Linked DNA regions of Mus musculus: regions 1 and 2 are each linked to region 3. Evidence: chromatin contacts called from public Hi-C data. All regions are on one chromosome and are shown on one strand. Each heading gives the region's core, a stretch centred on a gene start, on an enhancer-like site or on the middle of the called end of the contact. The rest is flanking DNA. Distances are from core to core; before and after follow the strand shown. Region 1 has its middle 13 kb from the start of Gm41394. Region 2 has its middle 42 kb from the start of Rpap3. Region 3 has its middle 17 kb from the start of Gm41393.

Region 1 (2,700 bases), core at 161-2,660, 180 kb before region 3:
AGCAGCCTGTGCTCTTAACCACTGAGCCATCTCTCAGCTAAGCCATCTGGTTAGCTCACGACAACGAACATCCTCACTCATAGACAATCCATGCAAATTTTGGAGAATGGATCTCTTTGAAGATAATCAAATAATCCCTGATTGTTTGGTAACTAGGTGGCATCACAGGCTACCTGCCTTGTCTCGGGCCATTTTCATAAACCCAAATGCAGTGAACTCTATTTAACTGTCCCCCTTAATATGTAGCATTACTCTGCACCGCTACACTTTGCCATCTAGAGTCAGGAGAAGCGTGAGCTGAGACTTCCTGGGTACTCCTGCTCCGTCCCAGAGTTTGTATTCCCTTGGCCTGATGTTTCACTGCTGACTATGACACAAAGATGTTGTCTCCAGCTTCTGCCGGGCTTGGCGGCTCACACTGTGCTCAGTGTTAGGCTCTGGAGGATCTCCTAGCAGCATAGTACGAAAGGTCACGTACGGATGGGACAATTAACACGTCTCCTCCCCATGAATGAAGTTTGGTGTAGAAAAGGGCAAAAACGGTGCCAGAAATAAATGGCTGGCTTATAAACATATTTATTAAATGCATCATGCTGGAGCAGCAGATGTGAGGAAGACAACGGCTGAAAGCCAGCGGCGGGTTGCTAAGTAAATTAACTGTCTTGTTGCTGTTAATGAGGGGCTGCACTGGCTGGGAGTGGCTGCAGAATTGTACATTTCTCCCGTTTGTTTTTCAATGGACCGTGATTGACTCTGGGTATTGTTTGGATAAATTTTCTCTGTGATTTTGATAGAGTTGGTCATTTTCCCCTAAAAGAAAACCCCGATAAGCCTGAGTATTTTTTTTTCTGACTCCATGATTTCCTAACGTCTTCATCAATGGTGTCAATATAATTTATGATCAACCCTAGTCCTCTACTCTCTTTGAATCTTGCAAAAATTACCACCAAGTAGAATTATGTCTGACTTAGAATAAACGGAGAGAAGAGTCTAGAAAACAGTAATGGCTGTTAGTTTAGCAATCCCGTATCATATTGTTAGGGCAGAAACGGGCACTCTCGCAGTAAAGTCACTGATTTGATTAGGAAGACTGATCATTACGCACTGTAGCAATACCCACAGCCCTGGCATCCTTCCCGCTTCGTCTTTAGGAAGATATTTTCTGGCTCGGTTGAGAAGAAGAAGTCATTAGAAGCTCCAGTAAACAATTCTGTGTGGGGTGTCCACTCGAGCAAGCAGCTGTCCTTTGAAAACTGCCTTTCTTGTTTGGAGGCTCCCAATTGCGCAGTCAGGAGGTTGTGTAAAATCAATTAAGCCGGGGATCACAGAATAATCAGCTCTGAGAACTGCTGGCCCAGCTGTGATTATTTGCCAACGGTGGCAGCTTCCTCCTTTATGCCTTTGTCACTCCTGCCCACGCTTTAGCCTTCACCTCCTGGCAGGGGAGGTCCCTCCCCATCCCCTAAGCTTCTTTCCTTCAGCCCCTGGCTGGTTCAACCCCCGTCGTCTCTCCCCGGTTGTCTCGCGTGAGTCTTCCCCTACCTCTGGCTCTCAAGAGCCTGGAGGAGGACTCCCTACTGCGGCGGAAGGCTGGCGCTTCCAGCCCTTCCACACCAGCAGGTAGGAAGCGAGGAGGGGCGGGACTACAAAGTGCTGCCGTTGCTATGGCAACCCGCACTGCTCTTCAGAAAATCTGACCAGAGGAAAGGATCCTCTGGTCTTTTGATGTATCTACCCTTCCTAATCCGACCTGTCCTCAGCACAGGTTAGAGGATCATCGCTCCTAATTTTCCACCCCACCCCTAAGGAAATCTCTTCCGCTGAGGCCTGAACAACAGAAATGCCTCCCTCCCCCAAACAAAGCTTCCGTTAATAAGAAAGACATGCATCTCAAACACTATTTTTTCTCCTATATGCGTATACATATGTGTGAGATGTGAGCATGTTTGTGTTCCCGTGGGAGTGTAAATGTGTACATGGGGGTACATGTGCATGCGCACACACATGGCTAGAGCTCTAATCAGGATGTCTTTCTCAATTACTCTTCACCTTAGTTTTTGAGACAGTCTCTCTCACTGAACCAGAGTTAACTAATTGGCTAGGTTGGCTGCCCAGTGAGCTCCATGCCCACTCCCATTACTGGGCAAGACACCACATGTGATGGGGATATGAATTTAGGCCCTAACGTCGACACAGTGGGTACTTTTGAGCCATCTCCCTCCCCATAGGATTCTTACACAAAAAAATGCTGTACTAGGATATTCAATATTACAATTTTGTACACCATTTGGCTGGGCAAGGTCATGGTTCTTTTTGAGGTACAAGATTTATTTCAATATTCATCAAGTACTAAGCCCTGGGTTGAACACCACAGTCTGGTGGTGCGCTATCTAGCGCAATCACAGGCAGATGCCCACAACGGGGGAGTTGAGACTTGCTAAAAGGTCATGTGGTGCTTCTAGGTGCAGGAGCCTGGGGGTGGGGGACGGGGTTAGGGAAAAGGTCTTATGTGAACATACGGTGCTTTTGAAGGACTCCGAGCCCACCTGACCTAGAGGCATACCTTACTATTTTATAGTTAGTATTCAAAATAATGGGTTTCGTTAGGATGTTTTGCTCATATTTGACTCCTAATTGCCCTCGCTTATCCCCCCCCCTCTCTTCTGGTAATCTTAAAGAGCTACCCAACAATTCTTCTAG
Region 2 (2,700 bases), core at 67-2,566, 240 kb before region 3:
AGTTCTTGACTGACAGCCTTCCTTTTCAATGCTGGGGGGAAAAATGTCAGCGCCACCCTTTGCACCGCGGTGGCTAATGAGAAAAAGCTCTTGCTGGTCCCCTATGGGTGATCCTAGGAGCTTTCTTGCAATGCACACAATTGGTGTTTCTAGTTTGCTGGCGGCCTTTGTAGCTGTTTGGTATGTGAGAAAAACACTAAGCTCGGGGAATTCACACTGTATTCCTCATATCCCAAGGTCCCCGGACAGTCTGTCTGCTTTTGTTTGTTTGGTTTGTTTTTTTGGTTTTTTGTTGTTGTTGTTGTTTGTTTTGTTTTTTTGAGACAGGGTTTCTCTGAATAGGCCTGGCTGTGTAGACCAGGCTGGCCTTGAACTCAGAAATCTGCCTGCCTCTGCCTCCCAAGTGCTGGGATTAAAGGCGTGTGCCACCACTGCCCAGCTACAGTCTTTCTTCTTTTCTCTACTTTACTAGCAGCTTTTTTCCTCCCACTCATCCTTGTCCCCCTCTTCTTCCTCTTCTTCCTCCTGCTCCTCCTCCTTCTTTTGAGACAGGGTCTCATTATGTAGCCGAGGCTATTCTGGAACTCCTTCTGTAGACCAGGTTGGCCTCCAACTAAGTGATCTGCCTGCCTCTGCCTCCCGAGTACTGGAACTAAAGGTGTAAGCCATTGCACCAGGCGTTTAGAATTGTCTTTTAGAATGATCTGTACACGACGTCCTTTCAGTTGTAATTAGCAGTGGAAATATGCAAAACTGCACTGGCTTTTAATCATTTTAAAAATATCTTCTGTACTTAATTCTTAATCTCACCCGGAAATTTCTGGTGTGAGATTAAGACCTCCTTGCCCAACATCCCTGTGCCCACAAGGGGGCAGCAAGGGGCAGAAGCTTCTGGGTGAGATTTAGTGCATGGTAATCTATCTTTAACAGATTATTGTTTGGGTCCCTTCTACACGATTCTGTGGAGTCTCGAAGGCTGGCTCTGGGAAATGTTACAGTTTGAATGTGAAACATCTCCTGCAAGCTCGTGTTTCGGGACATTTGGTCTCCATCTGGTGGCGCTGTTTCGGGAGGCTGTGTAATCTGGACGCTGCACCTAGCTGACAGGCGAAAGGTCTTGAGGGTTATCAGCCAGCTGTTCCTGGCTGACGCCATGGAGCACGCATCTGCCCGAGGCTCCCGCTGCCAGGCTGTGAACGCTGCCACAGTGGGCAGTGTCCTCGCGAGAGAAATCCTTCCTTCTCTAAATTGCTTCTGCCGGGTAGCATCACAGCAACTAGGAAGGCGAAAATACAGAAAGACGGAGCCCTTGAGAGCTGCCTTGCTCCTTCTGTACCACAAGGGGGCAGTAAGAAGGCACCATGTGAGGAAACAGGCTCTCACCAGACACTGAATCTTCCAGGACTTCCCCACCTGTGGTTTTCAGCCTGAATGGGTAGAGATCTAGAGATAGTCATCCCCGTCCTTGGTGCAATAGCCCCCAGGCCACCCCTCTCCCAAGTCCTCATAGTTCCCTCTCTGAAGCTCACTTAGTTCCCAGCCCTTTGCTGTACCAACGAGGTAAAGTCTACAGTCAACATCTCCCTAGTCTGCTATTTGTTCTCTTTGCTTCTAGTCCCTATAAGCCGTTCTCTATCGCAAAGGTAAAAGTAAAAATGTTTATTATTAATGTATACGTGAGAGAGAGAGAGAGAGAGAGAGAGAGAGAGAGAGAGAGAGAGAGAGAATGACAGGTGTGGTTATAGGATAACTCCATGGAGTTGGTGCCCCACATCTAGGGACAGAAAGAACTCAGTTTATCTTCATGGCAAGCATCTTTTTACCCACGTCAGCCACCAAACTTCTAAAAGCACAAGTCAGTTCTTGCCACTGCTGGATTAAGAGTTGGAAAGTTAGGTGCGTGTGGTGGCACAGGGCCTTTTTAGTCCCAGCACTCAGGAGGCAGAGGCAGGCAGATCTCTGAGTGCGAGGCTAGCCTGGTCTAGAGGGAGTTCCAGAACAGCCAGGATTACACAGAGAAACCCTTTCAAAAAATACATAGCAAAAAAGAGAAAATAAAAGAATCTGTAAGTGGTATGTCATTGCACTTTTAATAAAATATAACATCTTTTTAAAAAATTTTAAATATTAATTAAAATTTTTGTATATGAGAGTTTTGCCTCTATGTATGTATGTATGTATGTGTATGTATATATGCATGTATGCATGTGTGTATGTGTGTATGTGTGTATGTATGTGTGTATGTATGTATGTGTGTATGCATGTATATATGTGTGTATGCATGCATGTATGTATGTGCGTATGCATGTATATGTATGTGTGTATGTGTGTATATGTATGTGTGTATGCATGCATGTGTGTGTATGTATGTGTGTATGCGTGTATATGTATGTGTGTATGCATGCATGCATGTGTGTGTATGTATGTGTGTATGCGTGTATATGTATGTGTGTATGCATGTATGTATGCATGTGTGTATGCATGTATGTATATATGTGTGTATGCGTGTATATGTATGTGTGTATGCATGTATGTATGTGTGTATGCATGTATGTATATATGTGTGTGTGCGTGTATATGTATGTGTGTATGCATGCATGCATGTGTGTGTATGTATGTGTGTATGCGTGTATATGTATGTGTGTATGCATGTATGTATGCATGTGTGTATGCATGTATGTATATATGTGTGTATGCGTG
Region 3 (2,700 bases), core at 79-2,578:
CCCTTAACCCATGGCATCTTCTCCTCTCTCTTAACTCTCCTCCCCTCCTCATAGTCCCTGCCTCAGATCCCCAAGCCCGGGAATCCCATCTACCTGTCTCCGCCCAGCTACAGGCTGTAGGCATCTTTATTCAACTGATAGTTCTAATTTTTGTGTGTGTGTTTGTTTTTGTTTTTCGAGACAGGGTTTCTCTGTATAGCTCTGGCTGTCCTGGAACTCACTTTGTAGACCAGGCTGGCCTCGAACTCAGAAATCTACCTGCCTCTGCCTCCCGAGTGCTGGGATTAAAGGCATGTGCCACCACGCCAGGCAGTTCTAATTTTTAAAAAAGATTTACTTATTTGTTATACTGTAGCTGTCTTCAGACACACCAGAAGAGGGATGGTTGTGAGCCACCATGTGGTTGGTGGGATTTGAACTCAGGACTTCTGGGAAGAGCAGTCAGTGCTCTTAACCACTGAGCCATCTCTGGAGAGCCCTGATAGTTCTAAATTAAGGAGGAAAGTCACATAGCATCATTTGGTATACATGAGGATCTCCTTGTCTGTGAAGCAACTAGATCTTGTGGGCTGATATTTAGCATCACAGTGCATAGCAACAGGACCAAACCCTCAACAGGCACCTTGCATCGACCTCACTTTGTGCAGCAGACTCCATCCCTATAGATTTCTTTTCACTGCCATTAACTGTTCTCAACATCACCAACTGCTGCCAAATCAAGCCTTAGACACTCCGAAAGGAAACAGATACACAACAGCTCTCCCAGTGACTCGCCCTGGCTGGACTCCTTAAGTCAAGGGTAACAAATGTCTGCTGGCTGGCTGGCTGGCACCTTCTGAAGCACTCTGGTAGAAAAAGCCTTTGTAGATATGGTTATGGTGCCCAGAGGGAATTAGAGATAAGAATCACAGAGCAGATGGGGAACTTAGTAGGGACGGCTGTTAAAAATACGCACCGAGAAGGGGGCATTGAAGAAACGCCTTGACAAACTCGACGTTGAGGGAGCGGCATACACAGACAGGCCGGTGCTAAACAAGAGACCGAGGGAAGTGGACCAGACATTGTAGGGGAGCAAACACACGGAGGGAAACATAGTCCCAAGGTCAAATGGCTTAGCATCTAATCCCCCATCACTCCAGGCTCCGGAGGCTCTGACCTGCTCCAGTCTTGGTCTTGCTCTTCCTTGGTTCCCTGATGTCACAGTGAAAACAACAATACAGTTAAAATGGCAAAGTTGGGAGACACCAGGGACGAGAAATACAAGGCCTGACAGCAGCGTTCAGAGAGCCAAGCTTCACAGACAAGGAGAAGGGCGGAGCTTGGAGGAAAACAGAGGAAGCTGGCGACCACAGGCTTCATTTGGCTTCCCGGAAACTGTACTGAAGCATGCACACAACTCACTGTTGCTCTTTTGTGTATTCTTGCCGCAGATACAGCTAATTCCTGCAAAATCATTGTAAGCATGGCATAGAAGAAAGCCTTCATCTACTCCAGAAGGGAGACTACCTTGGCCCCTGGCAAGGAGTTTTATGTGAGGTAGCCCAGGAGAACTGTACTGTTCTGTTGTCTTGGCATCTGTGTTTCTTAGTGGTCAGAATTTTCCTTTGTGGTTAGACATCCTTGATTCTGCATAGATTGATCCCACTCTATCAGAAACTACAGTACCAGGGCATTCACCTACTCATGTACATCAATGAAGAATCTGTACCCTTAACATAAAACTCAACATCGTGTCGGGCATTGGTAGCACACACATTAAATCCAAGCACTTGGGAGGCAGAGGCAGGCAGATCTCTTCGAGTTTAAGGCCAGCCTGGTCTACAGAGTGGGTTCCAGGACAGCCAGCGCTGCACAGAAAAAGCCTGTCACAAACAAAACCAAACAACAAACTTCAGTGTCATTATAGTATCTTATAGTGTGACTTTGAAAGCCCCCCTTCTTTTTTGTGGGGATCATGGAATGAAATGCTCTAAAAAAAAAAAAAAAAAAAAAAAAGATCTGGTCCACCATGGCTTGGGACAGAAAAGGCTCACCTTGTTGTGCTTAAAGGGGGTTAGTTCAACAGTCAGCTAAATGGCTGACTGGGAGTACAGATTATTGGAAGAGCTATTTGTAAAATGAATTAGAAATTCTAGCTAGCCCATAGAAAAGACACACAATCCAGGTGTTTTCTTTACAAGCTGTCCGCTTAGATTGGGCAGGTTTTGGAGCTTTTCTAACTCACATCCTGGCCATGTGTCCCTTGTTGCTTGCTGTTTCTCCTGGCCACGTGCTCACGGTCCGTGTCTCCTCTCATGGCAGCTTCTGCCTCTCTCCATGTCCTTTCTACTTTCTCCCTCTCTACCTGAGACCCAACGGAAAACCTGCCTGTCATTGCCTAATCACAGGCTTTAGCCTTTTATTGACCAGTTAACTTGCGGAGCAAGGTTCACACACACAAAAAAAGGCTGGTTAGACATGACAATCCACAATCAGATCTTGGGGTATGGAATTTAGCATTCAAATACAAGCTACACCAGACCATCCTCCTACGGCTATTAATGCTTAGACAGAAAGGCAGGAGTACTGGGTTGAGGGGGGATAGGGAGCAGGCTCTGAGGAGAGTTCAGACCCCGAAGGGAGGAATCTCACAGTCTCTGTGGCAGAAATAGGTCTCTCAGAGCTTTCTGAGGATGGGGGAGGTTTTGAGGATGGGGGTGG

Evidence for each region. A called contact is a pair of places that touch in the nucleus more often than the background predicts.
Region 1: a contact with region 3 is called in a Hi-C map of embryonic stem cells, with 2.0 times the contacts expected there. The contact joins two enhancer-like sites. A contact is called at or near these places in 1 of 484 Hi-C or Micro-C datasets (embryonic stem cells), 6 of 115 datasets of contacts at active chromatin or transcription factors (cardiomyocytes, embryonic forebrain, embryonic stem cells and 1 more) and 1 of 9 other capture datasets (embryonic stem cells).
Region 2: a Hi-C map of CD8 T cells shows a contact between it and region 3, with 4 times the contacts expected there. The contact joins two enhancer-like sites. A contact is called at or near these places in 1 of 15 datasets of contacts at CTCF or cohesin (the NIH/3T3 cell line), 5 of 484 Hi-C or Micro-C datasets (B cells, CD8 T cells, cerebral cortex and 2 more) and 2 of 115 datasets of contacts at active chromatin or transcription factors (both in embryonic stem cells).

What each region holds. Positions count from the first base shown.
Region 1 is chr15:97,605,696-97,608,395 of GRCm38.p6, reverse strand. No RefSeq gene overlaps it. Among named protein-coding and RNA genes, the nearest start is that of Gm41394, 13 kb to the left of the region's middle. Within about 2 kb of position 1,410, at least 125 of the 459 cell types and tissues checked have an H3K27ac peak or open chromatin away from gene starts, as enhancers often do. A contact at or near this core is called in embryonic stem cells, where this site is marked.
Region 2 is chr15:97,662,492-97,665,191 of GRCm38.p6, reverse strand. No RefSeq gene overlaps it. Among named protein-coding and RNA genes, the nearest start is that of Rpap3, 42 kb to the left of the region's middle. Within about 2 kb of position 1,316, at least 173 of the 459 cell types and tissues checked have an H3K27ac peak or open chromatin away from gene starts, as enhancers often do. A contact at or near this core is called in B cells and CD8 T cells, where this site is marked.
Region 3 is chr15:97,423,164-97,425,863 of GRCm38.p6, reverse strand. No RefSeq gene overlaps it. Among named protein-coding and RNA genes, the nearest start is that of Gm41393, 17 kb to the right of the region's middle. Within about 2 kb of position 1,328, at least 49 of the 459 cell types and tissues checked have an H3K27ac peak or open chromatin away from gene starts, as enhancers often do. A contact at or near this core is called in B cells, CD8 T cells and embryonic stem cells, where this site is marked.